Linked DNA regions of Sus scrofa: region 2 is linked to region 1. Evidence: chromatin contacts called from public promoter capture Hi-C data. All regions are on one chromosome and are shown on one strand. Each heading gives the region's core, a stretch centred on a gene start, on an enhancer-like site or on the middle of the called end of the contact. The rest is flanking DNA. Distances are from core to core; before and after follow the strand shown.

Region 1 (5,128 bases), core at 46-2,545:
AGTCCAGCCATGCTTCGGAGGGCAGAGCTTCTGCTCTGATGCGAACAGGGGTCGGAAGGGGCCCTGCATTACCTGGCCATGGGAGCCGGGCCAGACCACGCCTCTCCATTTCCTCATCTGGAAAATGGCCCAAGAATTGCTGACCTGCAGGGCTGCTGAGAAGGTTCCGTGGGATGATGCCTGGAAACACCCCGTTCCAGCAGGTAATTAGTAAATATTTCTTCCTCCCCCTCTTTGTGTCTTTGACGCATAATAAATGCAAACAAAAAGGATGTAGCTGGTGATGTGGAAATTTCTCAGGAAGCGGGAGCAGCTGCTCAGTTCTGATAAGTCCTCAATGAAAGGCAGCAAAGGCAGCAGGTGGAAGCACTTGCTGGAAACCCACTCCATGCTGGGCTTGCGAAATGTGTGCCCAGAAAGTCACCGCAAGGTGGTGCTGTGGTGACCCCAAATGCTCCAGGGCCTTCCTGGAAGGCCACCTTCCAGGAAGGGGTGGGCTCACCACACCTCCGAGCACCCGCTGCTCCCTGGGGTCCCTGAGGGAAGCCCTGACCCTGCCTTTTACTAGCCATACAGCCTGGACAAGCCGGGGAAACACTTGCTGTAAAATTAATGGGTCCAGGACCCTTGTGGGGCAGGGAGGCCTCAGGCCCATGCAGGTTGGCTGTGATGATCAAAGAGACACTTCCTGGGAAGGGCCTGGCAGGAAGGGCACTCCATCAACTGGCTTCACTGGGTGCAGTTCAACCAACCCTGTCGTCTGGCGTCCAAGGCTGGGCTGAACTGGGGACTGGAGACCCTGGCCTCTGGGAAGCGAATGAGAGCTAAGACAGACCTCCAGGACCAGCAGAGGTTGGGGGGGGGGGTTGCACAGCTGCAGGCAGGGTGCTGGGGGTGGAGCAGGGAACATGCTCAGAAGGGCGTCCCTTTCCATCCTAGATCCTGGCAGGTGCCGATGGGGTCTGGCTGACCTCTGCCCCCTCTGTGCCCTGCACAGGTCCTGGCACATGGCAGGTCCTCAGCAGACATCTGAGCGATGGCTAGATGGTCAGATCGATGGATAAATAAATACCCCAAGTGAAAACACTGACACGAAAGACTCAAGTCAGAGCCAAGTCTCTGCTTTCTGCTCGGCAGGTCAAGCCCTGAGTTCTGTCTGGACCCTGTCCCATTTCTCCCATCTTACTTCTCCCGAGTTCCCAGCAGAAACCTCGGCTCAGGTTGCCTGCATGCTCCCCCCCCGCACCCAACAGTTCACCTTCCTCTTTGGATCTTTGTTGTTGCCAGCTCCTGGCTCTAAGGCCTCCTGTTTTCCTCACAGCCTCTCAAGGCTTATCTGTTCCTTAACGCCCGCTGCCTCTTCCTTGAAGCCTGCCCTGCCCCCTGGAGGGAAAAGCTCCCTCCTCTGAACTGCTTAATGTCTAGGCCCTTGCAGTGAAGCATTTGACACTGTTCTCTACCTGTATTAAGGTTGGTAGCCATTCTCTTACCTAGATTATAGGCAATTCGAGGGCAGCAAGCTTATCATAAGAGGCAGCATAAAAGAAGGGTCAGTGGGAAGTGGTTCAGAGTCAGATGCACCTGGACAAGAATCCCAGATTTGCTCATTCCTGGCTATGTGTGCCCTTGAACAAATCATATAATCTCCCTGAGCATCTGGTTCTCCCTCTGTAAACGTGGAAAATGCAGCACCTGCTTCCAGGTGTCATAATGCCACACCTCCCAAGGTGACTGGGAAGACTGAGGTGGATTCTGGTCCAAACTGGCACATAGGAGGTGCTCAATAAACAGCTCCACCCCCCCCACCCCCATTGCCACCTTGGAAGGATGGCTTCTTATTCTGGAGATGAGCAGCTATTCTCCCTTAAACTTCTGCAGAGAAATATGGCAGGATGAATTAAAACCACGTTTTCCACCACTCTCTAAGGCATGAGCCAGGTTCGACAACAGTCCCCTGGAGCCTCAATCTCCAGCAACTGCTAAATGAGAGAATGTAAAATCACCCAAATGAAAACCCAACTTGGGACTTGTCGCCCAATTAACATTCTTCCAAGTCCCAGGTGCTCAAAGCCAAAGAAATCATTATCTCCAGCCTGGGTGTCCTGCTGACACCCCTGCCACCACCTTCCTGACAATTAGGCAGCACCCTGGAAAGGTCATTCCCAGCCACGAGGCCGTGCCCACGGCTCCTGGTAGGTAACTTGTCTAGCTGAGCAAAGGCTGAGCTGTTTGAGGCTCGGATGGCTAATTAAGCCTGAGCTTGAGCACTTAACTCCTGAAAGGAGAGGGCACAACCCTCAGAAAGTGAGTCAGGCTCAAATGGAAGGCCTCGTTACCTGTGGTGCTGGCATCTCCAGGTCCCCTCAGGGAAGTGAGAGGCTGTTTTTGTTTTGATTGCTAGGACGTGGGTGGCTAAATTCACGGCTCAGTTATAGCAACTGGGTAATAAGGGAAAATACGATAATGACAGTGACAGTGACAAAGACAGCGGTTGATAAATGCCTACTATTCACCAGCCTTCTGCTAAGTGCCTTCCACACAGTTCCCTACTTAATGCTTTCAATCATCCACTGAAGAAGGTATTACTAGACCCATTTCGCACATGAGGAGACTGAGGCACAGGGACTTCGGTACATGTGCTCAGCTAGTAAGTGACAGAGCTGGGATTCAGGTCCAGGCCTGGCTGCAGGGTCCACTCTCCTTCACTGGGGCTTCCCAAATGGTTCATGCCTTCTGTGTGGTCCTGATGTTTGATATTTATCTGTATTTCCTGAGAAGTCCTGCAAACGGGCTTTGCCTAAATAAATAAATGCATGTCTGGGTAAATGAGTGAACCAAAGAAGGAAGAAATAAAGGATAAAGAACCATTGGAGTTCCTGTTGTGGCTCAGTGGTTAACAAATCCTAGTAGCATCCATGAGGACGTGGGTTCGATCCCTGGCCTTGCTTAGTGGGTTAAGGATCCAGTGTTGCTGTGCCTCTGGTGTAGGCCAGTGGCTATAGCTATGAACCTCCATATGCCAAGGGTGTGGCCCTAAAAAGCAAAAAAAAAAAAAAAAAAAAAGAATGTATTAAAGACCTGAAAGGTCAGAGTTCACAAGGGCACATTTGTGCTGGGGTGGCAAGGACCGGGGGCCTCCAACTCAGATGCTGTCACTGAAACACATAGTGGGGGAACACAGGACCCACAGGGCAGGAATGTTCTAATCTTCTGTTCTGCCAACCAGGCCTGGCAATGTTCTAAAAGACAACGGTTTTGGTCACATTGGCCAAGCAGGCATGATGGTCACAGACATCTGAGATACAAGGAAAAAACCCCAACAGTTTCCATCACAAGAAGGCTGTGAACTGAGAAGGCTTATTAATACGTAAATTAAGGAGAGCTGGGGTGCTTTCTCCCCCTGCTGGAATCCCCAAACCCCACAGGGGTGTGCCCTCCCTGCAGAGGGTCTAGATTTCTCTAGCACAGGACCTGTGTTTTTTGTTTGTTTGTTTGCTTTTTAGGGCCACACCTGCAGCATATGGAGGTTCCCAGGCCAGGGGTCGAATTGGAGTGGAGCTGCCCACCTAGGCCACAGCCACACCCCAGCTCACGGCAACGTCAGATCCTTGACCCACTGAGAGAGGCCAGGGACCAAACCCCCATCCTCATGGATACCAGTCGGGTTGGTAACTTGCTGAGCCACAAGGGGAACTCCTGACAGGACCTGTTTATACAAAATTCTGAGGGAGGGGGAGGTCAAGGGGGCGGGGGCTGAGAGGGGTTCTGGAGAGGGGATCTGTCCGTGAGACTGGGAGGGACTCCCATGGCCATCAGGGCTCACGTGGCCAGGGAAAGAAGGATGCCCTCCCCCTCTGTGGAGAGAAGCTTAGGCAGATACTTTACTTCCCCACAAGCTCTTGACAGTGAGCAGGGACAGCAACTGCATCTCCTTGAAAGTGACAATTACTGATGGCCTGAAATCAGCATTCCGTTCCCAACACCATCTCTTGTGAATCTGCTTCATGGGACTCTGATCGGCTCTGGCTTCAAAATGGGTAAAATCATGTTTCTGAAAAGCCTAGGAGCAGACCTGGGCCACCCAGGCACTGAAGCCCTGGGGGCTCTGCTGAGGGGCTAGGGGCCTCCCTGGAAATATGTGAACATAAGCATCCTTAACTGACTCTCTGAGCAGGGCCTGATGTCACACAGCCCATGAGCCACCGACTCTCAGATCAAATCCATCCGTTCCTAAGTCCCTAACCACCCTGGGCAGAGTAGTAAGTCTCCTGTCCCTGGAAGCAAGTAAGCAGGTGCCAGGAGAGGCGGCTAATGGAGGATGTCAAGGCGATGCTGGGTGTGTAAAGGTCTGCACCAGGTGATTCCACGTGTCCATCGGAACCCTCAGTCTAGGAATCCACAATGTCCCGTGTTTATGGGACAAAAGATGAACTTTCTGATCCCAAGGTGATGTCTCAGGAGCGCCTCTGATCATCACACTGGGATTATACTGAGTGTTAATACCCTTTACAACTGTCTCATGTTTTCAAGACTGTAAGCCACTGCCGAACAATGATCTTAGCCAGTCAGACACCAAGCACGTCTTAACCCGGTGTGCCACACAGGAACCCCCAAACCAAACCCTATTAGTTTAGATTAAAGCAGCAAATGAATCCCATGTTTTGCTCCATTCCTCTCCTGGGAGCTGCCGATCTGAAGATGTTAGTCTTAGTAAGCTCAAAGGCAGTGAACACCACAGCCCTGGAAAATCCATCCAGAAAAGCTGACGGAGAGAGGGAGAAAGGGCCTCCCATGTCATGCCAAGCACCGTGTGGTCACCTGCACTGGACTGAGAGGCCAGCTGTGCGGCCAGACCGGCTGGAGTTGGGTGCCGGGCCCTCCATACATACATCTTCTCTGCCAAGTCCCAGGCCAGGTGCTGCTGACACAAGGGGGGAGAAAATAGACACAGTCCCTGCTCTCAACCTCTTCCCTGGCAAAAGAGGAACCTCCATACCAACCTCTTAGGGGTGTCTGCATATTAGAGGAGAGAAAATACACAAACCATGTAGCAGCGTGCTTGGTGCACAGCAAGCATTTAATAAGTGGTAATGATTAAGTCCAGAGCCAGCCCAAGGGGTCTCAGTCC
Region 2 (5,369 bases), core at 891-3,390, 130 kb after region 1:
GAAAAGGAATGAGAGGAATGGTGACTTAATCTAAGGAAAGAGAAGGACAAAGAAACCATAAAACTTATGGAACATTTCCAACTCTAAAAGCCCTATTGGACAAGGACTAATATAGGTAATTGAACAAAGCCAATGGGAGAAAACCGCATCTTTCTGGACCCCACTTTGGTACCCTCGCCACATTTAAGGAATAAAAACCCCCATAGGACAATAAAGAAGGGGGCTCTCCTCCCCCCTCCCAGCTGTCTTGGGAGCTATTTGCTTTCCTTTAGTAAAGACTTTGCTTGCTTGCTGCCTGTGTGTTCTCGGAGTTCATTCTTTGACTACCGTGAACGAGAACCCGGATTCTGGTATCATCTTTCTGGTATCAGTGGTTCAAGGGTGGGGATTGCTGGTAAGGATCAGGTCGTGTTCGGGGCCTGTATTCCTTTTTTTTTTTTTTTTTTTTAGGGCTGCACCTGTGGCATGTGAAATTTCCTGGCCTACACCACAGCCACAGCATCACTGGATCTAAGGAGTATTTCCAACCCATGCCACGCTTACACTGGAGCCTTAACCCACTGAGTGAGGCCAGGGATCAAACCCGAATCCTCATGGATACTGGTCAGGTTCTTAACCAGCTGAGCCACAATGGGAACTCCTTCTGTGATTTCTTTAAAATACTGGTTCTTAACCAGCTGAACCACAATGGGAACTCCTCCTGTGATTTCTTTAATCTGGCCTTGGGGGGGGGGTGTCTCCTGATGAGTTTCTGTGATTCTCAAAGTTATCAAACAGTGACCTCCTTTCCGGAGTGAAGGATGCTTCATCAAGCAGTTAACGGCTTCCATTAGTTGGGGCTTTTTTTTTTTTTTTTTTTCTTTTGTCTTTTTAGGGCCACACACATGGCATATGGAAGTTCCCAGTCTAGGGGTCCAATCTGAGCTACAGCTGCTCCTAAGCCACAGCCACAGCAACACAGAACACCAGTGGTGTCTGCGACCTACACCACAGCTCATGGCAACACTGAATCCTTAACCCAGTGAGCGAGGCCAGGGATCAAACCTGGGTCCTCATGGATACTAGTCAGGTTCATTAACTGCTGAGCCACGATGGGAACTCCCAGTTGTTTTTAGTTCAGTGGGATAACTCAAAGATATTGTTATGTATATTCCCTGAAGAGGAACCAGGATCCTGCCCCAAGGCTGCACTATTGTTTCTTTTTTCTTTCTTTTTCTCTCTCTTTTTTTTTTTTTTTTTGCTTTTTAGGGCCGCACCCGCGACATATGGAGGTGCCCAGGTTAGGGGTCTAATCAGAGCTACAGCTGCTGGCCTGCGCCAGAGCCACAGCAATGCAGGATCCGAGCCGTGCCTACCACCTACACCACAGCTCATGGCAACACGGATCCCCAACCCACTGAGCAAGGCCAGGGATTGAACCCACAACCTCATGGTTCCTAGCCTGGTGTTATAGTGAGCTGTGGTGTAGGTCACAGACTCGGCTCGGATCCCACATTGCTGTGGCTGTGGTGTAAGCTGGCAGCTACAGCTCCGTTTCAATCCCTAGCCTGGGAGCTTCCACATTCCTCCAGTGCAGCCCTAAAAAGACCAAAAAAAAAAAAAAAAAAAAAAAAAAAGAAAAGAAAGAGGGACCAGGACAAAGGAGAAGAGGGTATTATGCAGGAGAGAGGGGATTACTGACGGAGTTAGCTTCCAGGGTAGGTGGATGTCGTTTAGGGTCACCCATCAACCCTGGTTTGCTTGGGGCTGTCTCTGCTCTAAAACTGAAAGTCCTGCGTCCCTGGAAGACTCTTAATCCGGGCAAACCTAGATTGGTCACTTCAGAGTGGAATCAAAATTACAGAGGAGACAGTGTTCTGGACAAGGGCTACCTCTCCCTGCGTTATGAGCGAAGGTAGAGAGGTAGAGAGGGACAGGATTAAATAAAGTCCACGGGCTTTAAAGCAGTGATCGATCTCCTTGACCTTTTCCTGTTGCGCTCTCTTTTGGGTCCAACTGGCTCCTCACTTGGAGTACCACCCACCGCTAGGGGGAGGAGCGGAGCAAACAAAGACGGGTGCCCCTCTAGCTCTCTCAGGAGTGCTCTCTATGGCTCCTGTTCTCCTAGCCGGGGCGGGGGTGGGGGGCGTTCTGTCACGTGACCAGGTACCCAGAGCCGGCGCAGGCGCGGTCGCCGCGTCCCCGTCGCCGGGCTCTGTCGCCCGCGCCGCTTCGGGTTTTAGGCACTTGAGGCGGCTGCCTGACGGTCCTGCGGCTTTTCCTCTTACCGCTGCGGGCCGCAGGGCCAAGGCCATGTCCCGGAAGCAGGCGGCGAAGAGCCGGCCGGGCAGCGGCAGCCGGAAAGCCGAGGCCGAGCGCAAGCGGGACGAGCGCGCGGCGCGCCGGGCCCTAGCCAAGGAGCGGCGGAACCGGCCGGAGTCCGGCGGCGGCGGCGGCTGCGAAGAGGAGTTCGTTAGCTTCGCCAACCAACTGCAGGCCCTGGGGCTGAAGCTGCGGGAGGTGCCGGGGGACGGGTGAGGCGGGCCCGGGAGCGCGTAGGGGCGGTGGGGCGCTGCGCTTGGCGACTGTCGCGGGTTCTCGCCTGCCCATTCATCGGGCGGCCCAGAACGCCAGCCCCTTCCCAGTGCTGGGGGGTCCAGCAGCGAGCGAGGCGGCCAGGCTCCTCCCCTTGAGATGCTCGAGTAATCCCCAATTGCCTTGATAGTGGCAAAGGCCCCAAGCAAACAGTAAAGGGGTCCGGAGAGCCCCGTTAGATCGATGTCCAGGAAGGCTCCCCTGAAAGGTGACATTTAAGCTGAGATCTGAAGGAATGAGATGGAGCCAGTCAGTCGAAGAGCTGTCATAATGACGATCTTTTAGAAAGCGGTGCAAGCCCCGGTTGGTATAACGCTTGGCCTCCTTTGAGTTCTTATTACTGTTGGGTATTGCCCTCCTTTTACACTTGGGAAATGAGGTCTGTGAGGGCCTCTTGTTTACTGAGCTGAAAGCAGCTTCTCTAATTCTTACCTTCGTGGGCTTCAGTTTTTCCTCTGTAGGCAACCACACTTCCCCAAGCTTGCTTGGGCTTTAGACTGGAATCCAGTTTATTTAGAGAATATGGGATGAATAAATGGGATGGGAGGAAGGGAATGAGGGAGGGAAGGAAAAATGGCCTCAGAAAAGGGGATGTGGACCCAGGAGCATGGAGGGCAAAAGGAAAAGTGTAGGGGAGATAAATTAGCATCCCAGTGTAGGGATAGATAAAAGGAGTCTGGTTGCCAGAGTTTGTCACTCTGGAAGAGACAGAATTAACAGCCCAGCTGTCATTTGGGGGCTCAGATAGGGCAGAGGGAAGAATAAAATGAAGCTGAAGACCATGCAGAATTGCCTTAGCTGTTAGGCATGGACGTGGGGGAAGAAAGTATTTCTGGATTTCACCTTATATTGCAAGTATTTTCTGGCTTTCACCTTATGCTAATCAAAACTGTTTATAACTGTTTATAATTGTTACTGGCTGTAGGTTACCTTTTCCACTTTTCCTACGTATGCACAGTGCTTCAGGCAGGTTGGATTTAGAGCTTGATTGCAGTTTATTCACCACCACCTGGCACAGTGTCTGATACTCAGAAGGCATTCATAGCATTTTTTTTTTTTAAATGGCTGCACCCACAGCATATGGAAGTTCCTGGGCCAGGGCTGAATCTGAGCTGCAGCTGTAGATCCCTTCACTCACTGAGCTGGGCCAGGGATGGGACCCATGCCTCCGCAGCGACTTGAGCCACTAAGTCGTATTCTTTACCCAGTGCACCACAGCGGGAACTCCAGAAGGTATTCAGTGCATTTTTGTTGAATGAATGAATGACAGAAATATCATAAAGGAAGGCCAGCTAGACCCTCAGCAGGGTCCCTCAAAGGAGTGTTTTCTTTTTTTTTTTCTTTTTTTGTCTTTTTTTGCCATTTCTTGGGCCACTCCCGTGGCATATGGAGGTTCCCACGCTAATCGGAGCTGTAGCCACCGGCCTACGCTGGAGCCACAGCAACGCAGGATCCCAGCCATGTCTGCGACCTATACCACAGCTCACGGCAACGCCGGATTGTCAACCCACTGAGCAAGGGCAGGGACCGAACCCACAACCTCATGGTTCCTAGTCGGATTCGTTAACCACTGCGCCACGACGGGAACTCCAGGAGTGTTTTCTTAGTGGGGTTGCTACAGTTAAGAGCTTGCTTTACTGGGTCTTTTATCCTAGTACGGTGATTTTGTCAGATACAATTTATTAAATATTCAAGGCTTTCCTTAATCCTAAGCAAACTCACAAGCCCAAGACCTTGCTATATAAACTAGAATACCAGTTGAATACTTCACAGTGGGGTTGAAGTGAGGTCTGGTGGGGTGGGATTGAATTGCTTGTATCTGCTGTACCTGGTGTGGTAGTCCCACTGTCAGGATGTCCAGGAAACTGAAGTACCCTCCAGAAGGTTGCTTGTGAGCAGGAATTGCAGCAGAAGGAGTTTTCCTAATGCTGTGGGAAATTTAAATTAAAAAAAATTATTATTATTTTTTTTTAGGGCCACACCTGCAGCATATGGAGGTTCCCAGGCTAGGGGTCGAATCAGAGGTGTAGCCGCCGGCCTATGCCATGGCAACACAGATCTGAGCTGAGTCTGTGATCTGCACACAGCTCACAGCAACGCTGGATCCTTAATCCATTGAGCGAGGCCAGGGATCGAACCTGCGTCCTCATGGATACTAGTCTTCTGCTGAGACATGATGGAAACTCCAAGAGCATACTTCTTTAGTGCAGCAAACATTGGCTGAGCTCAGTGCTGGGAGTACATCCTAGTAAGAGAAAAGCATAACAGCAGGTCTCGAACATTTTGGTCTTAGGACCCCTTTACAGTCTTAAAAATTACTGAGGACTCCAAAGAGCTTTTGTTTATGTGGGTTTTAGTTATAGTTGTCACTCTACTATACTAGAAAGTAGAACAGAAATTAAAACACAATACGCAAACACATTCTGTTACCTTCAGAGTGATCGCGTCATGTATCATATATCAGTTGTCTCTGGAAACCTCCACTGTACACTTGTGAGAGAATGAGAGGGAAAAAGATAAGTAGCATCTTTGTTTTGGACTCATGGATACCTTGAAAGGGTCTCAGAGACCCTGGCCCTTCCCAAACTGGGCCACACTTTGAGAATGGATGATATAAATAATTAACATACAGGTTGATATACTCTTCCCAGTGCCTGGTAAAGCGGTACTGTTGACAAGGAAGTGGCTAACACTTCTGACGGGGTCGGGGAAACCTCATTCATTCAGCAAATGTTCATGAACACCTGCCCTGTGCCTCTCAAAGGAGGTCATACTCAGACTGGGTTATGAAGGTC

Evidence for each region. Promoter capture Hi-C pulls out the DNA fragments that hold promoters and counts their contacts.
Region 2: a promoter capture Hi-C map of fetal liver shows a contact between it and region 1, with 5 times the contacts expected there. The contact joins the promoter of OTUD3 here to the enhancer-like site in region 1. A contact is called at or near these places in 3 of 5 promoter capture datasets (fetal liver, fetal skeletal muscle and liver), 10 of 47 Hi-C or Micro-C datasets (blood, embryonic fibroblasts, epiblast stem cells and 6 more) and 1 of 2 datasets of contacts at active chromatin or transcription factors (skeletal muscle).

The regions. Positions count from the first base shown.
Region 1 is chr6:78,113,521-78,118,648 of Sscrofa11.1, forward strand. All of the region lies in intron 14 of TMCO4 (transmembrane and coiled-coil domain-containing protein 4), which reads right to left. Among named protein-coding and RNA genes, the nearest start is that of HTR6, 39 kb to the left of the region's middle. Within about 2 kb of position 1,296, at least 7 of the 83 cell types and tissues checked have an H3K27ac peak or open chromatin away from gene starts, as enhancers often do. A contact at or near this core is called in fetal liver, where this site is marked.
Region 2 is chr6:78,239,464-78,244,832 of Sscrofa11.1, forward strand. It overlaps OTUD3 (OTU domain-containing protein 3), which reads left to right and starts at 2,141. Exons shown (of 7, transcript XM_021095472.1): 1 at 2,141-2,513. The coding sequence starts at 2,293.